3 separate regions of the Hordeum vulgare genome follow, and regions 2 and 3 are each linked to region 1. A link is a contact called in public Hi-C data. All regions are on one chromosome and are shown on one strand. The core of a region is the stretch at or near the end of the contact, and the rest is flanking DNA. Distances in the headings are between cores, read along the strand shown. Region 1 holds the start of LOC123449150 (UDP-glucuronate 4-epimerase 3-like). Region 2 holds the start of LOC123449148 (nucleolar protein dao-5-like). Region 3 holds the start of LOC123446699.

The links. A called contact is a pair of places that touch in the nucleus more often than the background predicts.
Region 2: a contact with region 1 is called in a Hi-C map of seedling, with 5 times the contacts expected there. The contact joins the promoter of LOC123449148 here to the promoter of LOC123449150 in region 1. A contact is called at or near these places in 5 of 6 Hi-C or Micro-C datasets (leaf, seedling and an unstated tissue) and 1 of 1 datasets of contacts at active chromatin or transcription factors (embryo).
Region 3: a Hi-C map of seedling shows a contact between it and region 1, with 4 times the contacts expected there. The contact joins the promoter of LOC123446699 here to the promoter of LOC123449150 in region 1. A contact is called at or near these places in 1 of 6 Hi-C or Micro-C datasets (seedling) and 1 of 1 datasets of contacts at active chromatin or transcription factors (embryo).

Annotation. Positions count from the first base shown.
Region 1 is chr4H:500,526,680-500,531,706 of MorexV3_pseudomolecules_assembly, reverse strand. It overlaps LOC123449150 (UDP-glucuronate 4-epimerase 3-like), which reads left to right and starts at 2,684. Exons shown (of 1, transcript XM_045126254.1): 1 at 2,684-4,741. The coding sequence starts at 2,919. The coding sequence ends at 4,373. LOC123449151 (chloride conductance regulatory protein ICln) reads left to right here. Exons shown (of 7, transcript XM_045126255.1): 7 at 251-660. The coding sequence ends at 316.
Region 2 is chr4H:500,122,299-500,127,325 of MorexV3_pseudomolecules_assembly, reverse strand. It overlaps LOC123449148 (nucleolar protein dao-5-like), which reads left to right and starts at 3,082. Exons shown (of 7, transcript XM_045126252.1): 1 at 3,082-3,706; 2 at 4,028-4,117; 3 at 4,197-4,280; 4 at 4,350-4,517; 5 at 4,601-4,671. The coding sequence starts at 3,356.
Region 3 is chr4H:500,267,537-500,272,563 of MorexV3_pseudomolecules_assembly, reverse strand. LOC123446699 reads right to left here and starts at 2,501. Exons shown (of 1, transcript XM_045123256.1): 1 at 1,569-2,501. The coding sequence starts at 2,234. The coding sequence ends at 1,839.

The DNA of each region.
Region 1 (5,027 bases), core at 1,435-3,934:
CTACTATGATTTCCTCGCAACTTAATAGGCAATCTGGGTGAACATACCGCCACCTACCCATAGTTTTATAAGAGTATATATAGAAAGATGAGTCTAGAACTACTACCGCTCTAAATTATGTCTGTATACATCTATATGTAGTTCATATTGGAATCTCTCAAAAGAATTGTACTCCGTATTTAGAAATGGAGGGAGTACTATCTTTGTGCCTGTGTTGACTTGCAACTAATACTGTTATTTACATGTGCAGCTTCAAATCAATGACCGGCGTTTCGAGGATGCGGATGAAGAGGAGGCCCGTGAAAATGGGCATTAGAAGCGGATATATGCTTGCTTTACTTATCATGATCCTTGAGAGGACCGTGTCATTGGCTTGGTTGAAGATTGCTGTAGGTGCAGCTTGGTTCGCCTCATGCTGCTGTGTCCACACTTTGCTTTTGCCCTTTAATAGACGCTGCTATAGGATCGAGGACTGAGGGCGGCTACCGTGTAGAGTTGCGTCCATGGTAACTTTAGTGGGAGAAGGTCTTGCTTGCTGGTCAAGAATGTGACATGTAGAAAGCTTGGTGGAGAATCGAATTGATGGGTTTCAATAACTTTTGATCTAACACATACAAGGGGGAGACGGGGCGAAAGTAGTAACTTGTACTCTTTTCGAAAGCGTTCTTCTGCCCTGCCATGGTGGAAATGTTGTTTGCTGCTGCTGCTGTTCGAACAGCTGAACCATGCTGGCAAGTTATAACGTTTAACTCCAGTTGGTCGCCAATTGTCTTAAATTATACTTTAAGTACAAAATGCCAGACGGCGGGTGCGTGACATACGCAGCGTGTACTGGTTGTTTGCGGTGGAGCACTTCGTGTTTCATTGCTACTTCCGAAAGGGCCGATACTTGTATGCAGGATAGAGGTGGTCTCAATTGGTTGCCAGGGCCACACTATTGGACGGGAGCGTATAGCGGCGAATATTCACGCTACGTGCGGAGGATATCTCGTTCTGATCACTTGGGCGCGGCCGCATGCGCACGTGTAGGCGTCACCTACCCCAAGACAAGAGCGTGCACGATCGGACGGGCCGGGCCAAGCCGAGCACGACAGCCGAGCAAGCCCCAGCGCGCGCGCGGCACGTCTCCCGCGTGCGCCCGCCACGCTCCGGCGCTGCCACGGCAACAAGTTCGTGCACCGACCTTTCCCCTCGCGTGCGGTGGCAGGTCTGGAGACGCGGCCGGGAATGCTGCGCGCGCTTGACCAGCATCCTTGGGTAGTAGATAGATTATTCAACCCGTTGTGTGTGTGATCTGACCTTGAGTGTGGAGCTCTGGCACCGCCACCTGCCACCCATTGGGCCGATAGACGCTTCGTCGCCAAGTCAAAATGATACGCACTCAAGGCACATGATGCCCTTCCTTCCTTCCTTCCGTCTCTTTTCAATCAGGGGGAATAACAACAGCCTCACTGTACGTATAAGCCAAACGGCATCCGATCACTGTCCAAATTTTATAGTGTTCACAAGCACTATGCTATATTGCCATTATGCATCAGCGGCACAGCTTATGCGCACCCATGTGAGTGCGTATCACGGCATTCTCTTTCTCTCCTCCCCTTCTGTTGAGCCATACCTATCATCATGCATACATTTCCATCTGGTTTCTAGAACGGCAAGACGAAATGAGCCGTTTGCGGATCATGTCGTCGTGTCTCGTGTGTGATGGCAAAGCGAGACACGGATATACACGCAGCAGAGCACATAAAAAAGATCAAGGCAACAACTGGGCCGGGGCTGCCTGATCGGCGAGAACAAAGCTGTGCCGACAGTGCCCTATCCGATTCTATTGGCCGAAACGAGAACCCAATCCTTATCCCGTGACCCGACCATTGGTAGGGCAGGGTCGGGCCGTACGTAGGACCATCGACCGGCCCCCAGGAGCGGTACACATCTGAAAATCCCGCCGGATGATAAGGATTAGTACTAGTAGCGATGATCGTGATCGGGAGCACTAATAATCTGATGAGTGAGGTTCCCCAACAACAACAAACAAGAAAGGATGCAGCCAAGTCAGTCGTTTCCGTTCCTCCTTGTAGGCCAGCCAGGCAGGGCCACGTTGCCACGCATCCACTGGTTACAAAAAGCCGCAAAAGGAAGAAACCAACACACACCGGCTGCTTTGCAACCACCCGTGTATAATCACATGTAGTATTTCTGCTTTTGCATTTTATTATGATAATAATACTAATAATGAGATGAAGGAGGCCTGCTTACTTTTGCAGTTTATCTCGCGTTTATTAGCAGAGGTTACATTTGTTCAAAAAAAAAAGGAAGGAAAATTATCCGAGAGGTTACAGATTGATCCTCAAATTTCCCCTTCAGAAGAAAGTAAAAACTGTACGGTACTACCTAAGGGGAAGATAGTGCTAATCTAAGCGTCCGTAAATCTAGTAATTCCAGTAGCGTTTCACGTTCGAAATTTGAAGTGCGGATCCATCGGTCGGCCGGCATCGCAATCTTCTCAACCGAAATGAGGAAATGGAAACGAAGAAGAAAAGGGGAAAGAGATTATATTACTTACTATGATGATGATGACGATGATGATGATTCGTCAGAAGTAGGAAAGCCCAGGCGGTCATTGGCTGGGTGGGTGGGCTCCTGGAAAATCTAAAACAAACAGAAAACGGAGGGGAAAGGAAGGAATCCCCACGACGGGCTGATTTCTCCTCAAATGTAGCGCCGGGGGAAATCGGCCCCCAAAACAAAACAAAACAAAAGAGAAACCGAAACGAACCGAGGCGAGGAGAGTAGGAATCGAAGAGAAAAGAGACGGGAAGCGGAAAAAAAGCCCTCCAAACCCGAGCGCAGCCCCAGCCCCCAACCAATCCCGAGATCCAGCGGGGGGAGGGGGGCAGCCCGCATTGCCGCAGATCGAGATGGCGCCGCAGCTGACCGGCGCGCCCGGCTCGGCGGCGGCGGCGGCCGGCGCCGCGCCCGCCAAGCCGCAGTTCCACCACTACCACCACCACCACCGCCTGGCCCCGCGCCACCACCACCCGCCCTCGCTCCTCTCCAAGCTCGCCTTCTGGTCCGTCTGCTCCCTCTCGCTGCTCCTCGCCTTCCTCCTCCTCGCCCCCTCCTCCGCCCCCTCCCCGCGCGCCTCCCCCGACTCGCCGCGCCGCTCCCTCCACGCCCACCCCGACTCCGCCGCCGCATGGGGCGGCGCCGCGTGGGAGAAGAAGGTGCGGGCCTCCGCCCGCGCCAGGCGCCCCGGCGGCCGCGCCGGCCTCTCCGTCCTCGTCACCGGCGCCGCGGGCTTCGTCGGCTGCCACGCCGCCGCGGCGCTGCGCCGCCGCGGCGACGGCGTCCTGGGCCTCGACAACTTCAACGACTACTACGACCCCGCCCTCAAGCGCGGCCGGGCCGCGCTGCTCGCGCGCTCAGGGGTCTACGTCGTCGACGGCGACATCGCAGACGCCGAGCTCCTCGCCAAGCTCTTCGACGTCGCGCCCTTCACGCACGTCCTGCACCTCGCGGCCCAGGCGGGCGTGCGCCACGCGCTCGTTGACCCCATGTCGTATGTGCGGGCGAACGTCGCTGGCCTCGTCGCGCTGCTCGAGGCGGCTCGCGCCGCGGACCCGCAGCCGGCGATCGTCTGGGCATCCTCGTCTTCGGTGTACGGGCTCAACTCCCATGTGCCTTTCTCCGAGCATGACAGGACGGACCGACCCGCGTCTCTCTATGCGGCCACCAAGAAGGCCGGTGAGGAGATCGCTCATGTCTACAACCACATCTATGGGCTCTCGCTCACCGCGCTCCGGTTTTTCACTGTGTATGGGCCGTGGGGGCGCCCCGACATGGCATACTTCTTCTTCACCCGGGATATTCTTGCTGGTCGGCCAATCACGGTCTATGAGAGCTCCGGTGGAGGCACACACCAGACCACCATTTCCAGGGATTTCACCTACATTGATGATATTGTGAAAGGATGTATTGGGGCATTGGATACAGCTGGGCGGAGCACAGGCAGCGGCGGCAAGAAGCGAGGGCCAGCGCCATTCAGGACATACAATTTGGGGAACACTTCTCCAGTGCCGGTGACACAGCTTGTGGATTTACTGGAGAAGATGCTCAAGGTGAAGGCTGTGAGGAGGGTTGTCAAGATGCCAAGGAATGGGGATGTGCCCTACACGCATGCCAACATCAGCCTTGCACAGCGGGAGCTTGGGTACCGGCCATCCACTGATCTCCAAACAGGGCTCAAGAAGTTTGTGCGGTGGTATCTTGAGTACTACAATCCTGAGTTGGCTGTGAAGCAGAAGCAGCATGGCAGTAGCAACGGCAAGGGTTCACGTGGTCGGAACGGCAGCACGAGCAGCAGCGCAAGATGACTGACTATTCAGTTTCTGGATGGCCCTCTTCTGACGGTGTGTATCAGAGTTCTAGTCCAGTACTTGATTCATCAGATTTTGAGAGGCCCGTTTTACCCAGCGCCTTCAAGTGAAACGAAACAAGCATGAAGTAGTTAGTGTTGAAAACTGTTGCTTCTGTTTGCTTCCCTGTAGCTGCGCATCACTCCCTAGTTCCATTAGTTGGTTCTTAGGATGACACTGCTAGGAAGATTATTCAATCATTTTGGGGAGCGGGCTGTGCATTGCAAAGACTACGATAGATTCTTTTAGTGACATTTGTACCACGAGAGAGAAGGAAGTATATCATGACTGTTTCTTTTGTTCAATTGAGAAGTAGCTTTGATCAATATTTAGTTCTCTCGTGAGTCTGAACCCTATCATATCTTACTGAAATTCATGCTAGTTTCCTGGATGGCGGTGCATATGCCGTGCACCTGTGGTATAAAACATGTCTTTGCCCTGACAATCTCAAAATCTAGCTTTTCCTCTGGGGATACGACTCGTGTGATGGAGTATTTCTTTTGTCTGTACTGATCAATATTACTATGATATATTTCTTATTGGTTCATCATGAATTCGTGAGTGCTAGTGTGATGCAACTTTTCTAAGACAGATTAAATGTACTTGCATCTT
Region 2 (5,027 bases), core at 1,833-4,332, 400 kb after region 1:
GTCGCGGGCGCGTGCGTGTGCGGTTGGGCTCAGAACGGACAACGACGAGAACCGGCAACTAACAACGGATGCAAGTTTGAAAACTGACGGCAACGGGATGCCGATGCGATGCAGATGATGTGCATGATGCGATGATGATGCGACAAATAAAAATACTCACACGACGGAAACGGGAAGGAAAGGGGAATCTTCTGAAACGTCGGTCTCGGGGTGTCACAATGTGTGCCACTTGTCACAACCAAGCGTTTTCCTTTTTTCCGTAGATCCATTATTTCAAAACATTTTATCTTTTAAACCGTTTGTCCAAATCTCCAACCGTTTTCGCCGTTAGATTTCTCGCGTATAGATCTTCAAACTAAATTCCAGATGATGATTTTTTTCAAGAAAAATAAGATGAAAAAGCGTGCCTCTCGAGAAAGAAAAAAATGTTTTTTCGTTTTTGAGAGGCACATCTCGCAGAAGCAAATATGTGCCTCTCACAAAAGCGAAACCATGCATCTTGTGAAAGAAAAAAAACGTGTTTTTTCCATTTCTGAGGGGCATTGCCGTGTCTCTCGTGGAAATAAAATCATGCCTCTGACAAGAAAAAACAATATCAAAAATCACATTTTTCCCATTTCCGAGAGGCAGAGTCATTCCTCTCGTGGAAGCAAATTCATGCATCTCACGGAAGTAAAACCTATCGAAAAGAAAAAAAATGCATTTTTTCGTTTTTGATAGGCACGGTCGTGTCTCTTGCGGAAGCAAATTCGTGCCTCTCAAGATTTTTTTTTGTTTTTTCGTTTCCAAGAGATCGTGCCTCTTATGAAAGCAAATCCTTGTTTCTTGCAAAATAAAAGCATGCTTCTTGAAAAAGGAAAAAACATGCTTTTTCTCTATTTTTTAAAATAATTTTCAGTCCAAAGCTGATAAAGACAGTTGGAAAACTTAAACATAAAAAACCCGGTAAAACTATTTAAAAAGCTAAAACGCATGAAAAGAAAATAGAAAATCCAAAGAAAACGCTTTGAATGCAACATGTGACGACGGTTGAGAACACGTAAGTGACGACGCGTGAAACTGACCCTTGAGAGGCTACGAAGGAACGCTCATCAGATAGTTGATACCCGTCTCACTCGTAACACGAGGAATTGGCGCGGCCTACCACGAAATATTCTATCTAACGCGTTTCTGCTTCGCATGGAGGCAAACGACATAACGATCACGATGAGCTGACCCAATTACGAGATAGCGCACGAGCTACTCAGTCCGGTTCTGGGAACATCCTATAAGGTTCTTGAACTGCGTTTTCATTGCTTTTTTTCTTTGTTTTTTGTTTTTCGTTTTTCTGCTTCTTTTTCTTGCTTCGTTTTTTTGTTTCTTTATTTGATTTTTCAATTATCATTTTTTTTTTCCTTTTTGCTCTTAAGAGTTTCTATTTCTTTTCTAAAATTCTAAAAATATTAGAAATTACGAAAATATGCTTGTTATTGATTTTTGTTGACGAGTTCAATTTTTTTATTGTGTTCTAAAAAATGTTCCCATATTATATAAAAGTTTGGTCTTAAAGAAAAGCTATACATTTTTTTTCATGTTTTCAAATTATGTTGGGTTGTTTAATTTATTTTTTCTCATTTCAAAATTTCTTCACAAATTTTAAAAAATGTTCATATTTTCAAATTTCATTAGGAGTTTCAATAAATGTTTCCATCTAAAGAATTGTTTACAAATTCCAAAAAAAATAAGGTTTGAATTTTTGTTTGGGAGTTCCAAATTTTAAAAATTGTTCATGTTTTCAAGTTTTGTTCGGGGGTTTCAAAAAATGTTTCCATTTTTCAAAAATATTTCCATATCCCAATTTTTATGTGAATTTTAAAAATGTTCCGGTTTCAAAAAAAATATTCATGTATTAAATTTTTGGGAGATTTAAAAAATATTTCCATATTATAGAAAATGATCATTTTTCAGAAAAATCTACTCCTTCTATAAGCTAATATAAGAGCATCTAGATCGCTACTTTAGTTAAAGACCTTCTCATTTCTGAATTTGATCACCAATTTAAAAAAATGTACATGTTTTCAAGTTTTGTTGGGAGTTTCAGTAAATGTTTCAATTTAAAGAATTGTTCACATATTCCAAAAAATGCTCATATTTGAATTTTTGTTTGGGAGTTTCAAAATATCTTTCCATTTCACAATTTGTCACAAATTTTCTAAAAATGTTCATGTTTTCAAATTTTGTTGAGAGTTTCAATAAATATTTCCATTTAACGAATTGTTCGCAAATTCCTAAAAAGGTTCATGTTTGAATTTTTGTTCGGGAGTTTCAAAATATGTACGCAAGTCTTTAAAACTGTTCATGTTTTCAAGTTTTTTTGGGGAGTTTCAAAATAGGTTCCCATTTTTAGAAAAATGTTTACATATCCATTTTTTAGAATTTGAAAATTATTCTGATTTCAAAAAAACATTCACGTTTTCTATTTCTGGGAGAATTTTAGAAAAAATCCCGTTTGCATTTTTCGAATTGGTTGAGTTTTTCAAAATTTATTCAGCATTTTCTATAAATGTTTGCTATTTCATACAACCTTCACGTTTTTTTTCTCAAAATAACATTTTGCATACAAAATTTAAAAAGTGTTTGGATGTGTGCTAGGTTTTGTTCTCAATATTTTGCGCTGCGTTATAAACCGGGTAACTCTCTACCTCGATTGGCTAGCCGTACTTCTTCGAAGTGTGTGGTCTCAGGTTCAAACCCTGTTGAGCGGAGTCTTTTTTTGGACCGCCTACTCAGGCCTTGTTCGGTTAATCCCAGACAGGAGGGGATTGAAGAGGATTGGAAGAGATTAAGGTGAAATTTGACTTGTAGGAGATTTAATCCCTCCCAATCCCTTCCCAACCCCTTCAATTCTCCAAGAACCGAACAAGCTCTCAGGAGTCTGTGCGTGCGGTCGACATTCTGCCTCAAAAGAGCACGCGGGGATTTGCCTTTCCCCTTCGGCAGTCCAGGCCGTCGAAGCCCGCCTGGCCCAACTTGAATCATAGTGGCGGCCCGGAAGGAATCAGACTATTTCTCGCTAGCCCAGATTAATACGGCCTTTGGTCATCCGGGATTGAACCCCTTCCGCTCTTTCCTTCCTCCGGACCACGGAGGGCAAGCGCCGCCGCCTCTGCCTATTCCCCATCGGCCGATAGGCGCAAGCGCCCCAGCGCCGCCATCCGACCGCCGGCGCTGGTGAGGGCATCCTTCATCCCTCCGTCTAAATCCTCTGTCGTTATTCCTCCTTGTCCACCAGCTCGGCCCCTCGGGTCTCTCTCCCATTTCCCCCCCAAAACCGACCGCGAAAAGCCGAAACCCTCGCCTCACCACCACCGCAGCAATGGCCGGAGAAGACGCCGCCGCCGCGCTTTCCGCAGGAACCGCGACGCTGCACAATCCTCTCAAGAAGGAAGTGGATGACGAAGACGACGAGGACAACGTGCCGCTGGCCTTCTCTCGACCCAAGAAGAAAGCGAGCGCGGCGAGTGCCTCCAAGGTCAAGAAGGAGGAGGAGGACGACGATGACGACGTTCCGCTTGCGCGTTCTCGGGCCAAAAAGGCGAGCAATGGGGGTGCAAAGAAGGAGAAAAAGATGGAGTACGAGGAGGATTACGAGGAGGAGGAAGAAGAAGACGACGACGACGAGGACGAATATGAGTACACTCCGATTTCGAGTTCAAGGGCCAAGAAGGTTTGTTCCAATTGTTTTATTGATTGAATTGATTGATATTTTTGTATTTCTTATGAGCCTACTGTCAATCGCTGAGGATTCGTAAACGCGTAGGCCAATTCTTTTCTTAGATCTGGACATGTCTCCGTACAACGTTTTCAATTAGGCTAAAAACGGGAGGGTGGTCTGTTCAAGCTACGAACATTGATTCATAGCATATCCATTTTATTTTATTTTCTTATGGGAAAATTACCTTCAACTGGGAGATGTTTTAGATTTTATCTACTGGTTTCTTCCAGTCTTTCTTGCCTAGTATAAAGATAACATTGCTCTGTCTTTTAGGGAAATGAGAAGCAGAAAAGCACTAGCAATAGCAAGGTGAAGACTTCTAAAGTAAAGAAAGAAGAAACCGGTTCCGATGATGAATGCAAGGTTGCAATTATTCTTCTCTTGTTCCAGATTTATTTTCGTTGAATTCTATTGTTGAGGTTAGTAGGTGTGGATATTTCAGCCAAAATCACAGAAGAGAAGTGCAGCTGCGAGTAAGCCCAAGGTCTCCAAGACTAAGAAACCAAAAGATGAATATGATACAAAGGTATGCCATTTTCGTGATTTATGTTTGTTGTTTGTTTAGTTGCTAAATTATCATCTTGATTCGTTGAAGGAGGAAAAGAAAATAAAGAAGGAAGTTGGTATCAAGAAAGCTGAAAAGAAGGCTGCTGGGGTGAAGAAGGAGGGGGCTGCTGAGGTGAAGAAGGAGGGGGCTGCTGCGGTGAAGAAGGAGAGGAAGGTGTATGAATTGCCAGGGCAGAAACATGATCCTCCTCCTGAAGTATAACCATTATGACATCTCACTATCTGATATGTTCTGATTCCTTTCATGCGGAGCAATAATCCTTTTCCTTCTTGTTACAGAGGGATCCACTGAGGATATTTTATGAATCACTCTATGAGCAGGTGCCCGATAGTGAAATGGCTGCATTCTGGTGAGATACCACATCTATGAAACACGGTATCTTTTTTTGTACCTACCCAACTAGGTATAATGGTACCTTGTACAGGGTATTTAAACCAACTTGTTGCTTCAAGAATCACAGCAGCCCCCCCCCCCCCTGAATTTTAGCTGGATATGTATTTTTTATTTTTTGGAATAAGTTGGAGAATTCTCCACCTCATAATTTCATGAACTTAAGGAACCCTAACCTATCTCCAAAACTTAACTCCCAATAATTTCTGGGTATTGAGAGGTAACTGAGCCATCCCCTAAACTTGGCTCCCATTTTTCTGTCTAATTCACACCTCCTTTTGCATAAAAAGGTTACATTTCCGCTATATTTCCACA
Region 3 (5,027 bases), core at 1,252-3,751, 260 kb after region 1:
ACGGTGAGCTCTCGAGAAGGAGGGGAAGAGAAGGGCGTATAGGCGCAGGAGGTGGCAAGGAAGACGGAGCAAGCAAGAGCAAAGGATTCGACGAGCGTAACCGAAAGGTCTCGTCGCCCAGAGTTAAATAGAGCACCGACTGGGTCGCTGGAGAGCGGGCCCGAAATCTTATCTGCCCAACCGGCCGCGACGATATCAGTGGAGGAGTTGAAGGCGCGAGGATCGAGGAGTCAGGCGCTACTCGAGCGCGTTGACGTCGTCCCCGCTAAGCGTGCGGAACCCGAAATTTGAGATCCCGGAAAATCCGCCGCTGTCAGTTGACCAGTCGCGTGGAAGCACTCGGTTCCCGACAGTCTGTTTCGCAAGCACTTCCACTCGGAGCGTTGGTCGAGAGAGAGATAAAATGGATAAGGGCAAGCAATGCCCAAGCCGAACCTAGTTCAGTCAGATCTGAACCTCAAGCACTGTTTCGACGTTTCAACTCCAATCCATTCGGGGACTAATGATGGGGTCATAGTCCTAGGGTAGGGTCATAGGCCTGCCCTACACGTCCTACCCAAGGACTACCCCACACAAGGGACAGGACCTTAAGTACGCCCCGACTAAATTAAGGTCCCCCATCATCCAGTCGGTAGCAGGCCCGGAATCATCCAGTCGGAGACTAACATTCGGAGAACACCGGGCCTATCCACTGGATACACTCGGTGCGCCGTAACCTCTCTGGAGGGAAACTGCTGTACGTTTCCGAGCGCATTTACTAGCATTTAGAGCATACGTTACATGTAACGTATGCATTCAATCGCCACTACTCCACCCTTGAATCAGAACCGTTGTGAAGGACAGCGCACTCTATATAAGCCGTCCTCCCCCACTGGTAAAAGGGTTAGCAAATCTTTGTACTCCATATCACACTCGGTAACAAGCTCCGAGAGCACTGAGACGTAGGGTTGTTACCTCCACCGCAGAGGGGCCTGAACTCATACAACCTCGCCGTAGCTAGGACTCTGCCCATCTCCTTCGTACCCTACACATCTACTGTCAGGCTTATACCCACGACAACATGGTTGCGCAATCCCAGTGGTACCTGCAGGTTTTTCGGGATCTTTCTCATGTCTAACAAGGTTTCTGTGCGTCATGCAGAATTGCACATACGTACAAGTGATATCCTTTGACGGACCAACAACCTCTCCTTATCTTTGCCCATGTTTGTCATCGTGGCGTCGGCAATCTTCCTAGCACCACCAGCACCAGGCGGACGACAGGACAAGATTGTGGCTACGGGCCGAGATACGTTCGCAGAGGGAAACTACCCAAACGAACAAGTGTCATGATTGCCCGCGTCTCCCAGAACTCTCTAGTCTTCTATGCCCCTTATCGTGTTTCGTCTACCCACTGTGTCCCACCGTTCGTACCTTCCTTTGTGAAGCTTCTGTCTATGATTGCTCCCACCAAGCGTAACCCGGTTTAAGAAAAGGAAGAAAAAAGACATGTATACGTTGATGAAGAAGGAAGGACATCAAATATTTCGACAGAATGATTGATTATAAGGTGCCGCAGATGAGAGTAAGTTTTCCGACAGAAACCTATTGATTCATTCAGTAAAAGATAGAACAAGAACCGGTACAGATGAGCAACACTCAAGCTCTATAACTTTCAGCTAGCAGAATATAACGTTCTTCATCTATGTACAGGAGGAAAGGCATGGCGCAGGTGCAGCAACCGCCTTGAAGCAACAATCATTCATACTGTGTACTACTACATGGATTGATACGATGGAATCACATACATACATACACACACACGTAGTACATACGAGGTATCAGTCGGAGCATCGAGGATCAAGGCTTCCACATGTCCCGGAAGGTGGAGTGGAAGCTGGCGAGGACGAGCAGGAGGACGACGACCATGGCAACGCCCCATGGGGAGCTGCCCTCGGAGGGCGCGGCCGGGTAGCCCCTCCAGCGGCTCTCGCTGGGGTAGAAGCCGAAGTAGCCCTCGAAGGTGTCGACGGAGGAGATCCAGCGGATGAGGAGGACGAGCGCGATGGGCACGCCCAGCAGGATCCAGCTGAACTGCTCCGACGCCTCCTCCATGAAGTCCTCGTAGGAGAAGAACCACGACACCCCCAGCAGCAGCGTCACCATCATCAGGATCAGGATCACCGGGTATGGCAGCGGCGACAGCGTGAACGCCTCCAGCACCGACGACTCCCCGCGCCGGTCGTAGTACGACATGGCTGCCCGGCTGCTTCTTTGCCTTGCCTCGCTCTCGCTGGTGTTTGCTTGGCCTGCGACGTGGGGAAAGTGGGGCGCGTAACTGCTAGCGTGTTGCGAGTGTGGCTGTGGCCTGGCGCGCCCGGCGGAGGAGGCGGATGGATTGAAAGCTCGTGCGTGGAGCGGAGCCTGTGGGCTTGTGGACTTTGGTGAATAGATTACTCACCTGGACGGCTGGACCCGTGCTACGAGATTAATGGGGGCAGAGTGATCAATCGAGTGGTCTAAATGGGACGGGATTTGGCGCTGTCTGCTTCAGGTATCACAGCATGATGAGCTCCCAGTGGACGTCCCCATCAGCAAAACAGCAACCCAAAAAAAGTCTTTGTGCTGCGGGTGGTGGTGTACGCGTGGCGGGGAGAGGTTCAGAGAAAACGCGATTATCATTAGCTTTACGTGTAACATGATGTATGTTTGGGAACACGATGATATTCTTTCTTCGCATAGTATAACTTGTGATGCTGATATGTGGGGGTGGAGTGAAGAGTAATTGATGAGGTGGAGGGACAAGGTGTGAGTATTCGTAGAACGGTCTGTCCGATACGCTAGTCTAGTCGGAATGTTAAAGTGGAGCTTTCTGGACTGTCCATTCAAGTAGACAAGTATTATTCCCACGGTCCAATAATTCAGGCTTAAGGCTCGGCCCTGATTTAGGCCTAAAGGTGAGGGAAAGTGAGACTGACCGCGCACCGGATCTTCTAAGAGCACCTCCATTAGATATTGTATATTTTGATGTTGTATATTAGGTGTTGTATAATTTACAACATTAAAAAAATGCTTTTTATATCATAAAAAATCGACCAATTCCAACAGATGTTGTATATTCGTGCAGTAAAACTCCAACTTCAATAGATGTTGTAAATGGTGTTGTAAAACTAAATTTAAACTACTATTTTATTTTAAATGCATACTTCAAACATAGAAAATTGAACTACTTCATTCCAAACATAATTAAACATAGTACTACTAGTTTAACTCGAGATACTAGATTCATCTACTACAATAGTACTACTAGTTCGAACTCATCCTTGCTACAACTACATCTACTCATCGTCGTCGGATCTCACGAGCCGATCCCAGAACTCATCGTTGCTCGGATCATCGTCGTCGTCGTCCTCCTCCTCCTCCTCCACCACCTCCCCCAACCACCCCATTCCTCCTCCAAGGACTCGATAGGGATCACCGTCGAGGGTCCGGCCTCGTCCTCCTCCTTGATCTTCTTCTTCTGCTCGGCATGGCGCTTTCAGTAGAATTCCTGCTCGGTCTGCACGTACTTCGGATGCTCACGTGCAAACCTCATCATCGCGACCTCGTCACTCTCGCCGCAAGTGATGACAACGACGGGCCTCTTCTTCTTGATCTTCTTCTTCGCCGTGATCTCCTCCATGTGGATGCCCTCCGGCACGAGCATCTCCGCAGCCGCCTTGGTCTCGATCCCCGGGAAGCTGAGGTCCTTCCTCGGCCTCCCGGCACGCCACACCGCCGCGTCGTAGGCACACGCGGCCTCGTGGACGGTGGGGTAGGTGCCGAGCCAAAAAGAGCGGGCGGCGTTAGTGAACTCCGCCACGTAGTTGCCGGAGGGCTTCTCCCTCACGCCGAAGAACCCCGTCTTGCTCTTGGGGGTCTTACCCGGCGGCATGGCGATGACGACGAAGCAATGGCGGGCGGCGACGGAGAGGCGACTCGGCGACGGCGAATCGAGGCCGTGGGCGCGGTGGAGAGGGCGGCGGGTGACAGCCGATGGGCGCGAGGGAGAGGCGAGCGACCGGCGACGGTGAATCGAGACGGTGGCGACGGAGCGGTCGATTCGCGACGTCGGGCCACGAGCGGCGACCGGAAATTGGGGGAAGCGGTTGCGGGGTGGACGGCGGCGCCGGATCTGTCGCGGGGGCGGTCGCGCGGGCGTCGTTCGACCGGCCGGTGTCGGATCTAGATGGCGGCGGCGGTCGCGCGGTGGGAGGTGGGGAGAAGGAAAGGGAGGGAAGTGACGGTTGGGGTTGGCGCGCAGCTGGCCGTTTTACAACACCTAGCCTTTGTGTTGTATATTCGCAACACCAAGGTGAAATTTTTACAACACTTGGAGCTGGTGTTGTAAAACAAATTACATATACAACACCTCTTGGAGCACTGTTTTTGGGCCTAAGTGTTGTATAAGTTAATTATTTTTACATATACAACACCTATTGGAGATGCTCCAAGGCAACACCGTTGTGACCCAAACTATGTGATTTTTGTTTGTCTTCAAAGACTGTAGCGTCAAATGGACCATTGGCTACCCTTACCATACCATCACAATAACTGTGATGAGAACATACATAACTGCTGCTCACAACCTCAGATCGTCGCTCTTGCAACATCGACTTGCAGCACCGAGCGCCACGCCTCGGTGCCTCACATATTATGGCATTTGTTCCCTCTCAAGCAGCACTAACATTTGCATGTAGGAGCGGGGTGCTGTTGTTGCACATCTTGTCTTTGGCTTGTAGCAAACAATAGTGGTGACTATTCTAGAGGCGGAGGGGGCGGGTGTTAGAGCATATATCTCCATATGTGGTTTTGGTAATTGATGACAATTCCTATGGACTAATGGTTGCCTTAAGTTATATTTATAGGATTTGTCCATAGGCACTTCTTGAAGTCCATCTGTTGGGTTCAAGGAGTTTATATGTTGACCAAGATGTTATTCAAGTTATTATCCAAAGAATGGTCATAGAAACACTAGGTTGATCAAGATCTCAGACAAAGAGTAAATCA